Linked DNA regions of Zea mays: all the other regions are linked to region 4. A link is a contact called in public Hi-C data. All regions are on one chromosome and are shown on one strand. The core of a region is the stretch at or near the end of the contact, and the rest is flanking DNA. Distances in the headings are between cores, read along the strand shown. Region 1 holds the start of LOC100283777 (30S ribosomal protein S1,chloroplastic-like). Region 2 holds the start of LOC103640330 (protein ALP1-like). Region 3 holds the start of LOC111347727. Region 4 holds the start of LOC100272451.

What was found. A called contact is a pair of places that touch in the nucleus more often than the background predicts.
Region 1: a contact with region 4 is called in a Hi-C map of tassel, with 4 times the contacts expected there. The contact joins the promoter of LOC100283777 here to the promoter of LOC100272451 in region 4. A contact is called at or near these places in 12 of 25 Hi-C or Micro-C datasets (bundle sheath, ear, endosperm and 3 more).
Region 2: a Hi-C map of bundle sheath shows a contact between it and region 4, with 2.4 times the contacts expected there. The contact joins the promoter of LOC103640330 here to the promoter of LOC100272451 in region 4. A contact is called at or near these places in 3 of 25 Hi-C or Micro-C datasets (bundle sheath, ear and tassel).
Region 3: a contact with region 4 is called in a Hi-C map of bundle sheath, with 2.6 times the contacts expected there. The contact joins the promoter of LOC111347727 here to the promoter of LOC100272451 in region 4. A contact is called at or near these places in 5 of 25 Hi-C or Micro-C datasets (bundle sheath, endosperm, leaf and 1 more).

The regions. Positions count from the first base shown.
Region 1 is chr9:139,877,209-139,882,646 of Zm-B73-REFERENCE-NAM-5.0, forward strand. LOC100283777 (30S ribosomal protein S1,chloroplastic-like) reads right to left here and starts at 1,594. Exons shown (of 7, transcript NM_001156676.2): 1 at 1,253-1,594. The coding sequence starts at 1,531.
Region 2 is chr9:139,567,326-139,572,648 of Zm-B73-REFERENCE-NAM-5.0, forward strand. It overlaps LOC103640330 (protein ALP1-like), which reads right to left and starts at 2,045. Exons shown (of 2, transcript XM_020544377.2): 1 at 1,936-2,045; 2 at 1-399. The coding sequence starts at 2,045.
Region 3 is chr9:139,524,695-139,529,558 of Zm-B73-REFERENCE-NAM-5.0, forward strand. It overlaps LOC111347727, which reads left to right and starts at 2,846. Exons shown (of 1, transcript NM_001357720.1): 1 at 2,846-4,374. The coding sequence starts at 2,910. The coding sequence ends at 4,046.
Region 4 is chr9:139,732,942-139,737,812 of Zm-B73-REFERENCE-NAM-5.0, forward strand. LOC100272451 reads right to left here and starts at 2,963. Exons shown (of 2, transcript NM_001146925.1): 1 at 2,576-2,963; 2 at 746-2,084. The coding sequence starts at 2,732. The coding sequence ends at 1,192.

The DNA.
Region 1 (5,438 bases), core at 344-2,843, 140 kb after region 4:
TGTTACAGAATATCTTTTTTTTTCTTAAACACAAAGGAAAGCTGTGTATCATTATGTAAAGAAGAAGAACGGCATAAGAAATCCATGCAACAGCCACACACACACACACACCACATCCCAGGAAAATATATCACTACACTGGCGCTTTAGACTAAGACAAAACAGCCTTGACCTGATACACTACATATCTAGCCTTGGGGCAATCAGGAGAGAGAACCCCTGGTCCCCCACCAAACTGCAAAATTTGAACTCTTGCTGGCCAGAGACAATGCCAACAAGGTTGGGCGTTCCTCCATCAAAGACACAATGAATTCAGTGGTTCCACAGAGATCAAGCCCCTAGAACTAGAATAATAATGGAATTCATACCTTGGAACACCTAGTTACAGAAAATCATCGTTTACTAGGCACACTACACGAGCAGCAGCCCCAAAGTTTCCTCCAGAAGCTGACCAGGATTAAAAGATAATTCTAGGAGACATTATGTTAGTTTGTTTACTTAAGCATTAAGTTGTAGTTAAAATTAATGCTGCTTAGGTCCTACTAGACATTGTGTTTGGAAGTTTGGATCTACCTTATATAAAGATAAATCAGTTTGACAAGGGAATGGAGCAATTAAGAGGCTACTAGTTAGCACTTCACATAATTACATCAGTAAATCTATTCCTCTCTGCTGCCACATCAACTATGATAACTAGACTTGTGAGGTCTGAGCCAGGTCCACCGCTAGCTTCAATGTTCCAAGCTGGCTTAGGGAGTGGAGGCTTGGCAAGTTAATCCGAGTTGTTCTTTAGTTAACTAACTGATTCTACAAGTTCATGTTTGGTCTTGGTATAAGAATAATACTAGACTTTTTTTCTTTAAAAAATTGACCAACAACTGAACTACGGAGTAGTTATTACTGATTAGTGAGCGGTGGTGTGTTATCCCAGTATGCTCCAACCAGGTACACTATTAATGGGTTGAGAGACATACTAACTCACTATAGTGACAAACATAGCATTATTGTCCAAACAAGTTGAAAATTCATCTCCAGAGATCAGCGATATTCTTACATTCCCTGCATTATGTACCACTTCACATTCTGGGAGACCATAAACTAGAATGTATGGCAAAGCGTTATAACTCTATTGACTGACACCATCTAATTTCGAAGGATGAACAGCTTCCTAACCGCACAAATTGCTGCTATGGACTCCGATACATAAAGAACAATTAATGACAATAGAGTAGGGGAGGAATCGAGGGATTACGAGCGAGCCGATCTCCGTGTCTATGTCGGTGGACTCGACGGCGGTGTCGAGGTCGTCGGGGGAGAAGGCGACGCCCTCCATGGGCGCGGTGCGGCAGCGCTCGGAGGCGTCGTCGAACACCTGGCGCATCCGCTCCCGCTCCCGCTCGTCCTTGGTCAGCGCATAGGTACCGCACACAAGCGCCGACGGAGGCCGCCTCTGCGCCGCGGGGCGACGGCGCGACGCGCCGGATAGAGGGGGGCACGGTAGGCCCGCGACGTGCTGCGCCAGGGACGCCATCCTCTCTCGCTCTGTCTCTCTCTTCGGTGTGTGTTCGAGCGAGGAAACGGGAATGGCAGTGCCAGTGTCCTGTTATCCGGTCGGTGGGGTTTAGGATAGGAGGCGGAGATGGTTGGCTGGTTTTGGGCCAGATCAGGCCAGGTAAGAAACGCTTCGCGGGCTTCGGGCCTTCGGCGTGTCAGGCTATTAGTTTCGTCACAGGACTGGTTAATTACACGCTTGCAAAAGGAAGCCACGAACTATTTCATACATTCATTCGGGAAAAAACATGTTCATACAACAATTTGTACCATTTTTAACAAATAGCTAATTCGGTAATTGCATCTCGAAACTTCAGCGCTATACAATTTCGAGGCAATCAACTACAATAACGTAAATTTCTCTTGCTTTTCTGGATGGGAGGGTGTCAGTCCGTTCCGTTAGGCTGGTGGCAGTGCGGGCGGCAGCGCGGGCGAGAAGAGGCCGCTGCCGCCCGCGCGCGGACGAGAGGCCGGCGCCGGGCGATGGCGCTCGCTCCCGGCGAGAGCGGGCGGTATCGCCTCGCGCCCGCCCGAGCGAGAGGCGGGCGAGAGGGAGGCGAGGCACTGGCGGGGCGAGAGCGACGTGGCGCGATCTGATTGGTCCACGTGTGCTAGCCGTTGCAACTAGCCGTTTTTGACCGTTTGGAGTCCAAAAAATTCGAAAAAAATTGCAAAAAATCACAAGTGAAGAGGAGGAAGATGAGGATGAGATCGAGGAGTCCGATTAGAGTTATGTAATTTTATTTTAATTATCATGTCATTTTATTTTAATTATTATGTACTTTGTAATTTTTTAATTCAATAAAAATATTATGTTGTGTTTTTCGGAGCGTTGAAATAAATCCGCGTGAATTACTTAATTCTGAAATAGAAAAGCTGACGTGGCTATAGCCTGAGGCTGTAGCCTGCTGCAGCCTGTGTACTGGAGCAGCAAGGACGAGAGTGGAGGCGAGAGCTGACGTGGCAGGGACGAGAGGGAGGTTGTGCACTGGACTCAGCCTTAGGCAGGCCTCATTACCACGAACACATTGAACAACAAACTGGGCTATCGAGTTCCATTTTCGTATCAAAAGGCCCACTGTATACTGACAAGATAAATGTGCAAAACATAAGTACTCTATCTAAAAGAAAAGTAGAAGATGAAGTACAATTCTATTTATACGAGCTCTTATTGAATTCTTATCTCTTAATAAGACTACATATACATATAAGAAATCTGTGTTATAATTGCTATTATTTAGGAGGTGTTTGGTTTTTTAGGGTCTAATTTTTAGTCTCTACGTTTTATTCCATTTTAGTTGATAAATTGTTAAATACGTAAACTAAAACTCTTTTTTAGTTCCCGTATTTACTAATTTAGGATGAAACAAAATAGAGAGACTAAAATAAGTTCGTAGACACCAAACACCTCAATAAAGAACACATATTTATTTATATATACTGTACTTTTACCTACTATGTTGATTGTGAGAGACGCATAGAAAAAAAATCATAGCCCAGTATTATTAGGATACATTCGTTTTAGTTTCAATCTATATGGATTAAATGGGATTGAGTGAATTAAAATTTATAGCAAGTGAAAATATTTTCTAATTTTTTCCTAATTCCATAGAATACAAGATAAGAATAAGTGAATACAGGGCCTTTAGCGGGCGGGCTCGGGCCTGGGCCGTTTCCGCGCACCTCGGGTTTATGCATCCTGATGGCTGTCCGTAGATGAGCGGGTAACGTCAAAGAACAGTAAAGGACAGTTCATCGTTTGTGGTGGACGAAAAACACCGCAAGCCCGGAGTAAAATAACAAAAGGTCAAAAAATGGTTCGCTGCCGTGCGCGCCAGAGTGCCGCGCGGCACGCAGGTACAAGTCCCCGGTGGCTTACTCTTGACCGTTCCGTTAGCTGCGCTGTCGTGTCCCGACCGACCATGCGTACCACCGGCACGAGTTCAAACCGTCCAGCCAACCACCATAACTGCCCGGAATTCGCCATGGAGAGCGACGCGCGCGAAAAAAAAAAAAACCCACACCGGCCATCGCCATACGACACGGCACATCGCGTTCGCGTTCTCTCCCACGCGACCGACGCGCGACGCCGACCACGGCGAGGTGTCCGCCCCCACGTCCAGCAGCGCACGTCGTATCGGCTCGGCGCCCGGCCCGTCGGCCGCGCGGACGACGCCGCCTGTGTCAATCTCGATTCGTCGTGCGGGTCAGTGGTCACCCACCGCCACCGGCCACCGCCGAGCGGGGTGCACCGGGAAACTGCGAAAGAAAGAGACTGGCGTAATTGCGTTATCCAGATAAGCCGGCGCGGCATGTGCACGGTGCATGCACGCGGCGGCACCGGGCCACGGCCCGGCGTTGAAGTCGGTTACGTACAGCATGCCAGCGACCGAGGTGACTGGCGCTCATTGGCGCCACTGAATTAACATTGCCCTGCCATTATCCGTTCCCAGCTGATGACGACGCCATGGAAAGCTCGCGGAAAACCTGTGCAAGTTCTTGGCTGACCGTTGAACGCCTTGAATTGATGTGCCGGTTAGGAGTAGTTTATATATACAGTACTACAAACCTCATCCATACTTCCCATAGACGATACGATAGGCCCATACCGTACGTGCTTGCACGCGCGCTGACAGCCGATCCAGCATTACCCGAACAATTCAAACTACTATACTATAAACGCGTTGCATGTGTGCACAGTGTAATTTTTAAGTGCAGAGCCAGCGGCTATTCGTAAATAAACTCGGAGCAGCATACGAGTTGCGGAGGTCGTAGGCATGGCCATTGTTTAATGCGAGCATTTATTTAATATATTGATTTTAAACATATTTTTAAAAACTACTAATATATACACATAATAATTATTAGACTAATTAAAACTTATTTTTTTATAATAAACATATTTAGGTATACTTACCGTACTGTTTTTTTATAAATCCAATTAAAGTTGAAATTGATTGATTACTAAAAGGAAAATTTTGTTTTTTTTTAACAGAAGAATAAAGTGATTTGGCAAGGCGTCCAGACTCCACACTCCAGTGTCCACGAGTCCACGGGCCACGGCACCTTTGCCTACGACCAGCTCCGCCACCTCTGCATGCGACATGCTTGGTCATTTCGCCTTAGCCTGACAATGCTGTCTAAGTTTTTATTGTTACTTAAAAAATGATGATCGGTCTCTTTGCTGGTGGCGAAGAGCACGATTACAAAATAGCAGCTGCACAAAAGTGAACCAGAGGGAGATATATGCTGATGAGGCGTAGCATTTTCACAGTGAAAAGTTGTGAGAAGCTAAACCGAAAAAACTAGCTGGTTGTTTCAGCTTCTGACTTTTCACGGTGACAAGTTAGCCGAGAAGCTCAAACAAATAAGTTGTAAAGTATAATTTGGGTCATTTTAAAAGGGAACCAAACAGACGCTAATGTGTACTCGCGAGCTCTACCAAAGTGGTGGCCGTCGCTCCCTGCACCATCATCTATATAAGGTTTTAGTTTTGCTCTCAATTCATATAAGGCCTTGTTCGGTTACATGGGATATAATTCCATCATGTATTTAATCCGGGTATGGATTGGGTGAATTCATATCTCACACCCAATCCCATGGTGGGATTAAATCCATCAACAAATCTATGTGACTTTCAAAGCTAGTTATTCTTTTGATCCATAAATTCTAATGTAAACTTGTGCAATATCTCATGGATTTGTTCCATACCTAATAGGCTATGGATAGAATCCATGTCTTCCATAGTTTAAAAAATTCCCAAACCTTTGGGTTATATTCCATGATGGGTTTAACCGAATAAAAAAAATTAAGTAGTCATGGATTATTTTGGGGCATGGATTGAGGCATGGATTTAATTCCAATTCATGCTAATCCAGAGCGGGATT
Region 2 (5,323 bases), core at 795-3,294, 170 kb before region 4:
ATGCAATCAATGGAACCCAACATGCCAGGAAAACCCCTAGACTCGCTATTATGCATGATGCGTGTAATGTCATCTTGAGTTGGAGTGCGTAAATACCAGCCACTAAAACATGCAATGATTGCGCGACAAAAATGATGAAGGCATTCCCTAGCGGTTGATTCCCCAATTTGAATATACTCGTCTACCGCATCAGAAGGTAACCCATAAGCAAGTATCCGCATTGCCGCACAAACTTTTTGTAATGGTCCTAGTCCGGGCATACCAGTTGCGTCTACTCTTTGTGTAAAGTAAGTATCGTGCTGTTGAAGACCTTGCAGAATGCGGAGAAACAAAGGCCTACTCATGTGGAACCTAACAAAATTGCATTGGATATTTGTCAAAAGTTGAACAAATGATAACCTATGACAAAAATATGAAGTGCGTACCTTCTACGAAACACATGAGGTGGATACACTGGGTTAGCGGAGAAGTAGTGATGTTCGATGAGATTTTCTCCCGCGAAATGATCTCTGTGAATGACACGGCGAGGTAAACCCGACCGTCGTCGGTGATGGCGTTGAGCCGCAATGTTGAGGGTGAGTAGGTTGACAAGCAAAAGAGTTTCGTTCTCACTATCACTCGAATCACTCGAAGCAAAATCATCTTCCGTATGACTCTGAGACATACCGAACTATGGCTAACTTGATGAACTCAGAACAATGGGTGTACATTATGGTAGAGATTGATTGAATATATATAGGGGAGACCAAAGAGGCTTCAGGGGGAAGCTGCGGGCTTGCATTGAAAGGCAACAGTGGCTTCCTTTGAAAGCCAACGGTGTCTTTCATTGTAAGACACTCGTGGCTTCGTCCGTACGACTCGACGGTTTGTGTTGCAACGTAAGTGTCCTTCATTATATTCCGTCCCAATATATATGAAAAATTTTGGCATACCACAAATGTTAATTAATGTTTGCATGGTACCAATTAAATGTTAAATCAAATGATGTATGCATTTTTTCAATTAAATGATAAATTATTTGATTTATTATATAGTATGTGTAAATTAAGAGAAATAATTAAAAAATATTTTTTTGTTACACAAGTAAGATCTGTTAAGCCAAACGTGTTCAAAGAAAAGAATATAAATAAAAAAAGAAGTTGGTTATGTTAGTTATAGGGAAATGTATATTTAATGAGTAGAGAGATATGTAGGGTAAAATTTAGGGGGGACGGTTGCGGGACGAGTGAATATAGGGGAGGGAATCTTGCTGACGTGGCTGCATAGTAAGATTTAGGGGGAAAATTTAGGGGGAACGCCTGCGGACAGCCTCAACGGTTGCTACTCGTTCAGCCTACCCTATCACTGTTTCCCTATGATATACTATATAGCGGACACAGTACAAAACAGTTCCAACAATAACCCGTAGTATTTTTTTGTTAGGAAAAAAGTTAATAAATGAAAAAAAATATGAAAAATAATATTTTATGTTTAGAATGGGATATAGAGGGGAGAATTTAGGCTGAAGCGATGTAGAGGGTAGAGATATATGGAGAGAGGATGTTGTTGCTGATGTGATATGTGAGTGGGATATAGGAGAAGAAATATAGAATGAACCGTTGAACACCACCAGGTGGTATTGGGCTGCATGCACGCACAGATAAGCTCACCCACGGTTTTCGACGACCACTTCCCTCACGTCAAGGTTGAACTGCATTTGAGTGATGTCCTGAAACATCCATTTGCACCGTCCATCTAGTTTAGTGGCCTGTGGGCACTGGGTGGCGGGGACAGTTCACCTATGCTACGGCGCGGGAGCCGTCTGCGGTCTGCCTCGTCCCGACAGATCACTTGGACTGGCATCAATGATGGACGGGCAGGCAGGGCAGCTAGAGACCAGGCTTTTGGCGATATATTCCTTGTGTCCGGTCCTTCCCCGGCCCTTCCCCCACTCACTCTCCGTGCCGTGATGATAGAGGACAGGGCCGGGGCCAGACGACGATGGGGTGGGGTGCGGTGGGCGTGGGGGCATCCTGGCCTCTCTCCTCTGCCGGTAACGTTGCCATGGGCCACGTGAAAAGGCCCGCGCCGCATGACATCTCCTTTTCTGGGCGCGCGCCTATCGCGATGGCGAGTGGTGGCGACGACGCGCGGGGCCGGCCTGGCGACATCTCCTTTTCATTGCCTCTCGCTGGTTTCCAAGGCGCCGGACCGCGCGCGCCGCGGCTGGGACGGGGGCAACGTGGGCAAGCCGCACGGGCGCTGCGGCGGGTGCTTTGCGTTGCGTTCCGTTGGTAAATCATCCAACAAACTTATCCAGCTCTCACAGTTTTTAAATATATGGGCGCTACTTTGTTATTTGGATCAGCTTCGACCTTCTTTTTCCTGGAACTCTTCTTCTTCCTTTGTATATAGTGACTTCACACACTTGAGTAGCCATGAATCTAGGCTCTGCAAATATGCTCTGTGGGATGCTATCCATTTCTGTAAGTTTGAACATAATGTGTTCAGCTCAACCTGAACGAGTAGAGTTGCTTGGAAGTTGGAACTGTGATGCCAGTCAGGCGCACTGCTGATTTGAGAGCTTGTCGCCGGGACCCGGGAGGCCCGTGAAGCATGTGCTGTCCGAGCACTTCTTTCGTTTGTGTATTGGAATAGGAGATGGCCTGGCTTCTCCGGCCCAGCAGCCCATCGTTGGATCATGCACAGGTGTAGACAGTGTTGCCCAACTGTGTTATAATCGGGCCAGAGTAAACTGCAGATTGGGCTAGCCATATCTAGCGTTGCAAGTTTGGGACTTGGGAGACTTCTTCGACGGAGCAAAAGTGTAAGTGACATTGATTAGTTGAGAATATTTTTTTTTCTATTTTAATATTTTCAAATAAAATTGAAAAGTAATCCCGACAAAATCTTATTTCCATTAATAAATTATTTGGCTCTTCATCCAGTAGTATAGTATGTGACGCCTTGAGAGGTGCAGCTGGAGCCTGGAGACACTAGCGCTGCTCACGTACGTAATTTACTTTTTTGAACATGTCATTGTCACGTACGTAATTTTGGCCTTATTATGGGTAACTAATCCGCTAACCGCAAAAGTCATTCCTCTTCCTCTCGGACTCGGACTAGCGCTTCCCGGACAGGTGGCAAACTGGCATCTATGGGCGCCAACAGGAACCGCACAGCGGCACCTCCGTGTCCCAAGTTTATCAGAGACTGTTACAGGAAAGATTCAAGTCTGCTGGCTGCTACCTAATTTCTTTCACTCTGACCAACGATAGTCCTATTTAAAAATGTTTGGATCTGCCTAATGTTCGGACAGGTGGCAAACCTAACATGACAATTTTCTACTATAGCATGAGCGTATCCTTTTTTTTCTCGTGCAAAGATAGAAGAAAAACAATACTCGCTCAAGAGGGGGTGGTTTCTGTTTAATCCAGCGGTTTGTGGAACAGGTCTATGGAAACAAGGCGGACTGCTCCGACGACCCTTCTGAACTTCTGATTAGGATCGAAGGGGTCAGAAACCATAGGACCAAACGGTACAATGTTCGTCCAGCAGCCCCGGCGAACAGCAAGTCCGCCGGCAGCGTGCACCTCTCCATGCCGCCGCCCAACCGGCTAGGCGCTGGGGCGTGGACAGCAGTAGGGTCACTGCACGCGGGCCCTGTCGCACGCGGGGGCCACGCGGCAGTGCCCTCTCCCCACGTCAGAGGATCTCGTTCCGGACAGGGCAGGGTCATCACCACGTGGCCCGCGCTCCTCCTCCTCCTCCGGTTCGACGAGAACTGCTGGAAGGAACTCCGCCTCGATTGGGTTGGCAGCCGGTGCTGTGTGCGACTGGTGAAGCAGCAGTAGTCAAGCATACGTATGCTAGCCTGTAGGCGCGCTTGTCTAGATGGGTCGGGATCCAAGCAGCTCTGGCAAAGGGTCCAATGATATAATCTACGTGTACATAGATAGAGCACGCCTTATATTATGAGACAAACACAAAAAATGGTTAGGCCTTATAGTCTGAAACAAAGTGAGTAAAAAATATAAAAGACATATGACTCTTTATATATATTGTCTCTTGATAGTATTTAAGGTCATACACAACTCAATTAAATGAGAGTTTTTTAGTCTTTAGAGGACCAAATTAAAAAACAAGAAACATACTCTTCGTGAAGAGTCCGTTTCTACACGAATATATATATATATATATACACACACACATGATCCTTGAGCTTTCAATAGTTAAATGAAGCTCAGGCCGATCATCTCTGCAACCTGGTTCAACCCAGCGCACCGACTGAACAGGCTGTTGGTTGTGTCACCCGCTCCACGTCTGTGCGCACAAAAAAAGAATACATGCATGAGTCAAATACGTTCGATTGCATGCGCGTAAATTTAGGAAAGATATGTGTGACAGTTTATATTTTTAAATGCTTTATTTCCTCCATAAATTTAGGATCGCTGCAACAATCATGCAACTAGACTCGTAAAAACTATTTTATGATATATACTACTACTAAATATGCTACCCTGTGTAGATAATTATGCAATTCGGTATACTACGTAAAAATCTGTTACCAGTTGCATGCACACGAATTTATGATGAAAATAATGTGCAATGAAAGGAAATGAATTCCACGCATAGAAACAAAAAACGTATTTAATGTTTTATTTCCTTTATAAATATATAATCCTTCCAACAACCATGCAGCTAAACACATTGAATCTAGTTTATCATATATACAAATACAAATTATACTACATGGTGTAGGTAATTATTCAATTCGTTACACTGCGTAAAAAAATCTGTCATGTTGTTCATTGGTGGACGCATCTCCGGGTTGGAGCGTAATAACCTTAAGTTTTAAGCATAAAATCCTTCAATTATAAGCGTAAATACCGAGCCAATATGAGAGATTGATAAATCTAGTATGTTGTTATTACGATCCTATTGCTATGGCAGATCCGAAAAACATGGCAGCCGTATGCATGCGGTTATACATATCTAAAAATTATGGCAAAATGCATGCATTGGTCAAACATGTTCCCTTGCATGCACGTAAATTTAGGAAAGATATGTGTGGCGGCTATAGGAAACGGGTGACGCCTAAGAGAGGGGTGAATTAGGATTTTTAAAACTTTAACTAAACTAGGCCACAATTAAATCCCTAGAGCAAAACCTATGCAAATAATCAAATTAGAAAGTGCAAAGTAGGTTTTGTCTAAGTGTTGCTATCTCTACCGCAATGGCTAAGTTTCAATCTACACTAAATAAGTATGTATACAAGATTGAAACTTAAATGCTTAATATAAATGCGGAAACTTAAAGAGCAAAGTAGAGAAGCAAACTCTCG
Region 3 (4,864 bases), core at 1,596-4,095, 210 kb before region 4:
CACGTGGTGTGTTCCGGGGAGCACGGACCCCCGTCCGTCTCTCCCTTCTCTTGGCTCGGTCCAGTACAATCTGGTAGCCCCCCCTGGCGCCATAATCCACGCTGCGTTGCGGATGGATGGCAAGCACGGGCGGTCGGGGCGCCAGCACCACCACTGGCTCGGCCGTCTCCACGACGCCGTAGTCCAAGCGGACGGAGACGAAAGCGGTCGCGAACCAGGCAGCCAGCCAGAGGACTGGTTACCGAACCGGAGGAGATTTTACACACCCACCTACCCCGTGGTAGATCGACGACGGCCAGAACATGTTGAATTGGGGATGGGGAGGGTACAGATTCCCACTGTTTTGCTAGGAAATAGGAGTATCGTTGGCAGGCGTCGGATGGATGGCATCAATGCCGCTGCCCCTACGTCTACTAACAGAAGGGCACACGCAACGCACGAGGCGGCAATCCAGTAGTCGTCTTGTCTTGTCTTGGCAGGAGGCGGCGAGGCTCTGCTGGTCCATTTCACCGCACGACGATTCGCGAAGTAGTACTAGTAGTAGTATATCATTGCTCTTGTATTGTTGCTACTACATATCGTCGCTTTATTAGGAGGAGATCCTCAACCCCATCTCCATCTCATTGGTATCCCTAGATTCGATTCAATGCACGGGCAGGCTGATTGCCCGACCAGTAGTTTTCGACATAATGCATCAAAGCGCACTCTGGACAGCCCTGGAAACGAGTGCCGCCGCCAGCGGATGAAAGCAACGTGTTGGATCTCCGAGCATTCGTGGACAAGAACGATACACACTCCAGCTCCGTCGATGAGCCATCTATTGTAACGGTACGCTACACACAGGAGAGGACACGATTGGCTCGGATTATTCCTGTCCATGCATGATGGACTCTTTAGGTGCGAGACGCAGCTAGCCCATCGCCCTTCGCGCTGCCTTCCTTGATGCCGCCGGCTTTGGGAGACCGGAGTACCGGACACATCATTTGCATAAGAAGGGCCTCGTCGTCGGCAACATGGCATCACCAGATCCATGCATGCGATTCCTTTTTTTTAAAAAAAAATAATAAGCCAAGCACTGTTCAGATCAGTTGTTGCACGAGTACGGGCAGTTCATGGATAATCATGCAACAGCCCGTATATATATTATATCATGAATCGTGTTGTAGTATGCGTGCATGATCATCGATGCATCTCGGCTCCCAATCATACGAGAGAGAGTCAGTGGGCAGTGCACATATGATGGTGTGCATGTACAACTCACCGAGCTAGCTACCGCATTATTGGCGGTTGGAGTTGCTCTCTCGGGCAGCCCTGCATGCGTGCAGAGCTGGCCACGGGGGGGCATCGTCATGCGCCACGACGACCTTGCTCGTGCGCAGTTGCACGCACAATGCAATCCCAGGAGGAAAGGATATTGTTTTCACGTACCGGTGCCGGGTGGGTAGTTTTTTTTTGGGGGGGTTATATAGGGCAGGGCATGCACGGCGTGGTACCAGCTCGCCTCCAACGTACGGCTATGGCGTGTACGTATCTGTCGATGGACTGACTGATGGAACCATAGCCGATTTGCGACGCAGAGAAAATAAACTGACTATGTACATGTGATGTGTCAATACCGCGAGGTTGTTGCTGGCAGGACGCAAGGATGTCGAATGGGTCGTGCTGGGCTGATCCAACTATCACTCTACTGCATTATCGAGCGTGCGATGCGTCCATCACCCTGTTGGGGAGATTGAAGAAGGGCCTCCTCCTTGCCTTTCATATAAAAATATAAAGGACCTGCGCCCATCACCCTCACCCTGTTTTGGGTGCAGCAGCTCGGCTGAGTATGATTAGCGGGCAACTTTATCTCATAGATAGATCTCGCTGTCTCTAGTTGTTGCGCTTTTCGTTGCTCACTGCTCCTGCTACTGCTAGGCACACACTTTGTCCGTACCGTCTGGGAGGCGTCTTGTAGCTCAATGCTGATTCTCGTGCGCGTGTGTATGGTTTATGCCTATATCGATGGGCACATGAACAGTGTGTTTGGTTAGAGGCATCGAACGGTCCGGAGTCATTCGAACCTACATCCGAGCCTAAAATAGGGTCTGGTTACCATTACAGATTCATCTCATCCGTCATCCCCTCATTCCGATCTAAAACTAAAATCAAGAAGCTACTCATTCCTCACAGAACAGGCAAACCAACTCATTCCTCCTATCCGAATCTACAAGGAGTAAGTCCATGCTGGATCACCTGGTTCTGAACATGGTTATTCCACTAACCAAACAGACTGGAAATGTTCCCTTATATTGTAACTGTTTTACACAGTTTAAAGAGTGAAGTTTGAAATAGAACATGCCGCAGATGCGGCTGGAGATAGCCTAACCATCTGGGATACGAAATATGGTTGTGCATCTAACCATTTAGTTTCCAATTCCTATCACAGTTTGAATGTCTGTTGTTTTTGGATAAAAGGTCGTTTGATTTCTCTTGTGTTGGTTATACATATTTCTTTCGCGAAGGAATGACAAGGCACTAATTAGCGCTAGCGGCTGCTGACTACTGACTGAGAGTACCGTTGCACAGATTCTGCAGGAATAGGATCGGGCGAGACGAGGAGGAATGGTTGATTAATTAAACCTAATCTCCTAGGACCAGCTGGGCAGAGAGATAAGGCAGGCAACGGTAGAAAAATACGTAGCTGATCCGGGTAACGGTATGATTAGGGGCGTCCCGACCCCGACAGCGAGCCATGGATGGACTTCAACAAACGGTCGGTCTCCGTCTCCTCCGTCGTCGCCTTTATAAGCGCCTCCGCCACGCCTTCACTCGCCACCACCATCCTCTTCCTACCTCAGCTACTCCCTTCGCTTCCTCATCTGCGAGCTGTGAGCTGCGGCAAGGATCCAAGCCACAGGCAGGACAGGATGCAGTCCAAGCACCGGGTCTTCGCGGAGGACCTGCTCCTGGCGGCGGAGGGCGAGGACCACTTCGACCGGGTGCCCGACTCCCTGGTGCTCCTCATCTTCAACAAGGTCGCCGACGCGCGGTCGCTGGGGCGCTGCTCCGCGGTGTCGCGCCGCTTCAACGCGCTGGTCCCGCTCGTGGACGACGCCTGCCTGCGCATCGACCGCGTCATCCCCGCCGGCGACGGCGACGGCGACGCGCTCCTCGGCCTCGCGGGGGCGCCGCGCCCGCGCGCCGTGCTCTCGCACCTCCTCAAGGCCGTGCTGCTCGCCGTGCTCAAGCCCTTCGCGCACTGCGACGCCAAGTCCGCGGCGGCGGCGCACAAGCACGCGCAGGCGCAGGCGCAGCAGCAGCACCACTCGCCGGCCCAGGTGCTCAAGAACTTCAGCAGCATCCGCAACCTCCGCATGGAGCTCCCCGTGTCCGACGTCGGCACCGACGACGGCGTCGTGCTCAGGTGGAAGGCCGTGTTCGGCAGCACGCTGCAGAGCTGCGTCATCCTCGGCGGCACCAAGGTGGACCGGGCCGCCGCGGGTCCCCGCGCCCCCACCGGCGCCGACGCCGACGCCGAGGACGCGGGCGACGGCGGCGGCGGCGGTGGCAGCATCCCGGAGTCCTTCTACACCAACGGCGGGCTGAAGCTGCGCGTGGTCTGGACCATCAGCTCGCTCATCGCCGCGGCTACCAGGCACTACCTCCTCCGCGAGATCGTCAAGGAGCACCCCACGCTGGAGCAGGTCGCGCTGACGGACGCCAACGGGCAGGGCACGCTCAGCATGGGGCGCGAGCAGCTGAAGGAGTTCAGGGACAAGCCGCTCGCCGCGGCGGCCGCCGCCGCCAACCGCACGCAGGTGCCCGCCTGCAACATGAAGCTCCGCTACGCGCCGCTGCTGGAGCTGTCGGACGGCACCAGGATCCACGGTGCCACGCTCGTGGTCATCAGGCCCGTCGGCGAGGCCACCGCGGGCACCGGCGGCGGCGGCGGCAGGAAGGGTCTCGACGAGTTCGCCGCCAACGCCTTCGACGGGCCTCTCAGGGAGGCCGTGGCCGCGCTCAGCAAGCGTCGCACCTACCTGCTCGAGATGAACGGCTTCTAGTCTCCTTGGCCAATGGCCATCTCTCTCTCCTGCGCACGCGCGTCGTCTGCTGCAGCAGCAAGACCCCCCAGCGCCGCCGCCTCCGTTGGTTTTAGCCTCAGCTCGGTCCTGATCGGGGGAACACTGAGGTGTTCCGTCCTTCTCGAATGTCGCAGCAACCAACGCTGATGTCTCCTCGGACCATTGTGAAAATAGTAGTGTAGCGAATGGAGTGGGCGGCGCCAGCAGCAAAGCTTTTGCTACGTTTTGAACAGGATGAAAACAGTCACTGTTTTCAATCAAATGTTGTCCGAGAGTACTGTACAAGTTTCTGAGACGAAATCACGGTCTCATTGATGGAGAAATCACTTTTTCGATCAGGCCAGTAGTGTGAAAAAACTTTGAACGGAATTGCAGCGTTCTTGCCATTGTATTGCCATGCCAAGAGTGCAGCCTTTGTGGAATGCTTCTTTTCTTGCACGTTATCACTTTAGTCCTAATTTGAATTAGGATAAGCTTTCTTTTTAGGACATACAACCCAAAATTCTTAGATTTTACAGTAAAAACATAACGTGTATATATATGGGAGGTACTCTTGTTTTTTGATTTTTTTTCTTCTCCTTTAATTGGATTGTACAGTAAGGCGCATCTACGACGACATGATCTGGGCCGGCTTTCTTAATCCATACAGCACATTATGTGCTGCATCTACAGCGCATACTGTACAACACATTCGGCTCTATCATTGATCGGTGATCATTCTGAGCTAGACTGCATGTGTTTGCAGCAATTAAAGAGGGGGGTTATCACAACACGAACACACCTCTCCTCCGCGCGCG
Region 4 (4,871 bases), core at 1,713-4,212:
GGCCCTGCCGCGATCACATCGATCGATGGCCCGCGACGCCACCGGCCGGGAACTGTTGGCGATGACGCGACGTCTCCGTCCTCTCCTCTCCTCCTCTCCCCGCCTCGCTCGCTCCATAGATCTGGTCCGATGATCTCTCTGGCGGCAACGAAACGCACATCCATCCATCCATGTCGGCATAAACAAATGGAGTCGCCGTCGGATATATAATCATCATGGTGATAACTAAACCAACAGAAACGGCCGGAAAGAGCAAAGCGAGTCGATCGCCCACTGAGACCGAGGACCGAGAGGCGCGTGATCGAGGATCCATCACAATTAGCGGCGAGAATTTGGCGGGGACGTACGCATGCTGGACCCCCAGTAGTAGTACTTGTAGGCGACTTGGGCTTGACGTCTCAACTCACTCGCTCATCTTCCTACCACCTATGGTTTCCTTCGCTTCTAGAAATTGTCAGATCTTAGGGTGGTGTTTGACACTAGTACTAGCTTCAGCGTGCTGTGATGTATAATATAAATCTAAATGGTTTTAACAAATACTTTTAATCTAAATAAGAAATACAATAATTTATCTAAATATCTACTAAAAGTTTCCAACTTCAGCTTTACGATTTTTTTAAAGCTCATAATGATATGTTTCATCAATTTCATCAAATTTTGTGAAGCTAAAGCACTCCCAAACAGAGTCTTTTAAGTTCGTTCGTTATAACTTCGATCATGCTATATATGTCCCTCAAAAGAGTCTGTCATCAGTAACTTCACTGTTCATATGTATTGAACTTAATTACTCAAAAAGAATGTGTAAAATTAGACGGCACGTACAAACACTTAACGCTACTAGTATATATGTACTACTACAACAGCTACGTTTTTCCCCTTTTCTGGAATTTTCTTGGCGTATATACCCTACAAGCCGCTAGGGAATCAAGACTAGGAAACGGAGTAGAACTGGAGCGGAAGAAAAGTCCTGGAGGCAAGAACAGCAAGCATCTTGAACCGAGCAAAGAGTAGCCGTCCCGCGTCGTCTTCGGTTCCTCCAAAATAATCTCTCTCCTTCTTCTAACCCGTGTCTCTGCTAGCTCTCTCGGCACCTTCGCTAGGCGAGGAGTCCCCGACGTGCGCGGTGTCCGATCCACCACCGGTTTAATTTGACGCCGTGGATTTCCATGTCGCCGCGCGTGTGGGTTCAATTCACACGCCCTGCGCTTGCGTGAACCACAAGCTGTCGTCCGTGCTCCAGATGCTCTCCACGTCGAAGCTGCCGATCTCGAAGTCCGCGACGCAGCCCAGATCAGGGAGCTCGGATGACGACGCCCACGTCGCCTCCCCGAGCAGGCACGACCATTGTTGCTGCTGCTGCTGCTGCTGGTGTCCGGCCAGGAGGACGGCGGCGGTGCTGCTGGAGGCGTCGCAGGTGGTGGTGAACCACTCCGCGCCACCCACCGGCGCAAGCCAGCAGGGCTGTGCGCCCGCGCCGGAATCCGATGACGGGGAGGCCGACCCGGCCGTGGTAGTGCTCGCCGACAGCTCCGGCACGGCGGCGGGGTTGTTCATCAGTAGCTGATGATGATGGTCACCGTCACCGACGGCGGCGGCGGCGGCGGCTGGGTAGCAGTCTGCGGGAGGCCAGCAGCAGGCGTCCGTGGCGGGGAGGTCCGGCGACGCGTAGAGGCCGTCGTCGGCGCCGCCGCCGCCGCCGGGCTGCCACGACGACGGCGACGAGAGCGGCGTGTCCGCGGCGCCCGCCTTGTGCTGCTGCGGAGCCCCCGCGGCGCCGGCGTTCTGGATGCGCTCGACGAGGCGGGGCATCCAGAGGTAGCGCATGACGTCCTTGAACTGCTGGCTGTTGACGTCGCACTTGAGCTGCTTGGCGTGCTTCTGCACGCGCGTGCGCCAGTAGTTCTTGATCTCGTTGTCGGTGCGGCCGGGGAGGTGCTGCGCGATCTTGGACCAGCGGTTGCCCCAGCGCGAGTGCAGCTCCAGGATGAGCAGCTGCTCCTGCGGCGTGATGTTGCCTCGCCGGAGGTCGGGGCGGAGGTAGTTCAGCCACCGGAGGCGGCAGCTCTTGCCAGTGCGCCTCAGCCCTGCGTCATCGATCGTCACATGATGATCAGTAATATAACCCACACGTCATTAATTCCACGCTCGCTCGCCATTGCTGCTGATTACATATACTACTATACATGTCACACTAGCTAGCGAGCACCTGCTGTCGATCTCAATTAGTTATGCAGACGAGACATGAGGGTGGTATGTCAGTGATGACAAGATGCGTGATGTAACTAAATACCCCTACGGCCGGGAATGATGCTAACCACTAAAAAGTCCTCTCTTTCTCACTCACTACTGTAGGCTCTGTCTGTTTCCACATTAGCAGGTACTCCGTACCAGATGCAAAGTGACAGCTTTGCCAACAAAGCCTTCTTCGTGTTCCACGAGACCACGATTGCTCAGGCGGCTGTGCGCTAAACTAGCGATGCAGAGCTTCGATCGATCGACACCATGTAACTGATCGATGATATATGCAGCGCATATCACTGGATTCTATCCTAGCTACATATACATAGGTACCCACCTGCTGATCGGGCGAGCGAGTTCCAGCGGCCCTCGCCGTGCGCGGCGACGTAGTTGACCAGCAGGAGGTCCTCCTCCACCGTCCAAGGCCCGCGCCGCAGCTCGCCGGCCACCACCTCCTCCTCGCTGCTCGCGTCTCTCTCGTGCGCCATGTCCATCAGATTCCGACCGACGATCCCCTTGTGAGACGTTGAGCGGCGGGCTGCTGCGCTGCTGGACGATGATGACTAAGTATATGTGGCAGTGTTCGAAGAAGAGTGCTGGGAGGAGAAGGCGGGAGAAGGAAGGAAGGAAGAAGAGTGCGATAGATGAGGTGGGGCGGGAGAGGAGGAAGGGCTGGGCTTATATAGACGACGACACGCAGACGGATCAGCCGGGCCAGGAGAAGGGGAGGAGAAGGTAGGCTGGTGGTGGACTTGGATGGAAGGAAAAAAAGGACCATGTGCAGGGCCGGCCCTGGACAGGTGCCGGCGGTGCCGCCGCACCGGGCCTCCGAGAACCAGGGGGCCTCTTCTCGTATATACGTGTATGTGTATATATAGAAAATGTTTATTTAGATTACAACACAAAGATCGATAAAGGCCAAAGTCCATCAACGTGCAGTATGCATGCATGTTTAAGCTCGATTACTTGGCTTCTCGTGGACGCTTGAGCTGCAGTCCTCTTGCCTTCTCGTGGAAGCCTCCGCTCATGTTGTTCAGGTTACAACAATAGCCTGGCACCGCCAGCAGCTAGCAGCGACAGTCGAGAGGGATCACCCTGTCCGCTGTTCTGCCGTCTGCCCAGACCAGGCTTGCCGCGTGCCGTGCCTAGCGTGCCCTGTCTCAGCCCTCCATAACTTCGTCAAGTTTGCTACTCTACTTTTGCTGATTCGTTTTCGTCTCAAACCAATCTTTACTAGTTAAATGTTCTTTATTTTTGAGTATAGGTTATTTTGCATTGTGGTCACCATATTCCACATGTCGTCCACTAGAAAGCATGCATCTAGTAGTGAAAAAGGAAAAAAAAACTTAAGGAGTTTAATGCATCTCAATATTCATAAAATTTTGGTATTTATGATCAATGGAGCCTCAATTTTTGTCTCGCACCGGGTCACCAAATTCTCAAGGCCGGCCGTGAGCATGTGGGGGACTGGGTCAGGGAGCACGCCGCAACCAGGGAGATTATTAGTTTATCCCTTTTGATCTCTTTCGCTTTTAAAGCCAAAAGTTCAGGGGTTAATCGGGGCTCGGGGGCGATTCAGATTTTTTTCCCGACTGGGGGTCTGCAGATGGAGGGCGTGTGTGGTGGGCCTGGTGGCGATTAATTACTGTCTGGGGATTGTTACTCCTGTATTATAATCAACGGTTGATTAATCGATCGGATACCGTACACGGGTTGGGCTTGGGGGGGCTCCGGTGAGTTTGACTGGTTGACTCCATCGCCTGGCCCCGGGCCCCGGCTAGCCCACTCGCACTCGCACCGCACGATGGGCATGCGCATGGAAGCACAGCTCGTTGCTGGGCACGCGCTCGAAGCACGTACGGGATGTGGGCCCGGCTTAAAAGAAGGCAGGGGGCTACTCATTTGAGCTAGGAAATACGAGCCAGCTACTGAGCTATACAGCTCGTGTGAACATATGTACCAGCTGGCCAGCTCTCAGTGTCAGGTAGTCCACTCCGGTGGAGGGAGGTCGGTGGAGTTTTCAGCACATGGAAAACCAAACTAAAATTTGGCACAAATTGTTGGTGCTGCTGCCTGAAATGGCGTGGAGCATACTGTATGCCCCTAGGAGGTTTTATGTGGATCCGACAGCGACCCTTTCCTTTCCTTGGTTTTTCTACTTCTTTTTGGTTTTCCTTGCGCATCATAATAAGATCTATATTTTAACTGTAGGTTCTACAAATGAATGACAATGGGGGTTTTTCTTGTGGTGAAAAATGTTTATCAAGTCCCAGATCTTGGACTCACACCAGTCCTAGCTATTTTCTAAGTGATAAGAGGACACTCACTCGACAATAGGTTATCTATGATGGCTTCGTCGATCTCAAAAATAGACATTAGGCGTACTGGTTTCAAAACTTTCCATTTGCTAATGTCTTCCCTTTACATGCAGACCTATTCATGGGCACCTTGCTGATCAACCTGACTCGCCAGCGCGGCGGGTTATGGATAAACTCAACCCCCAAAAAACCTAATCCAAATGGAAAAACCTCCCATGATTTGTATTATTCATTAGTTGCCTTGTCTCGTTTGGTGCCCTTTGGTGCCCTCAAAGAGCATCGATTAGTTCTTATTAGAGCATCTCCAACAACGTG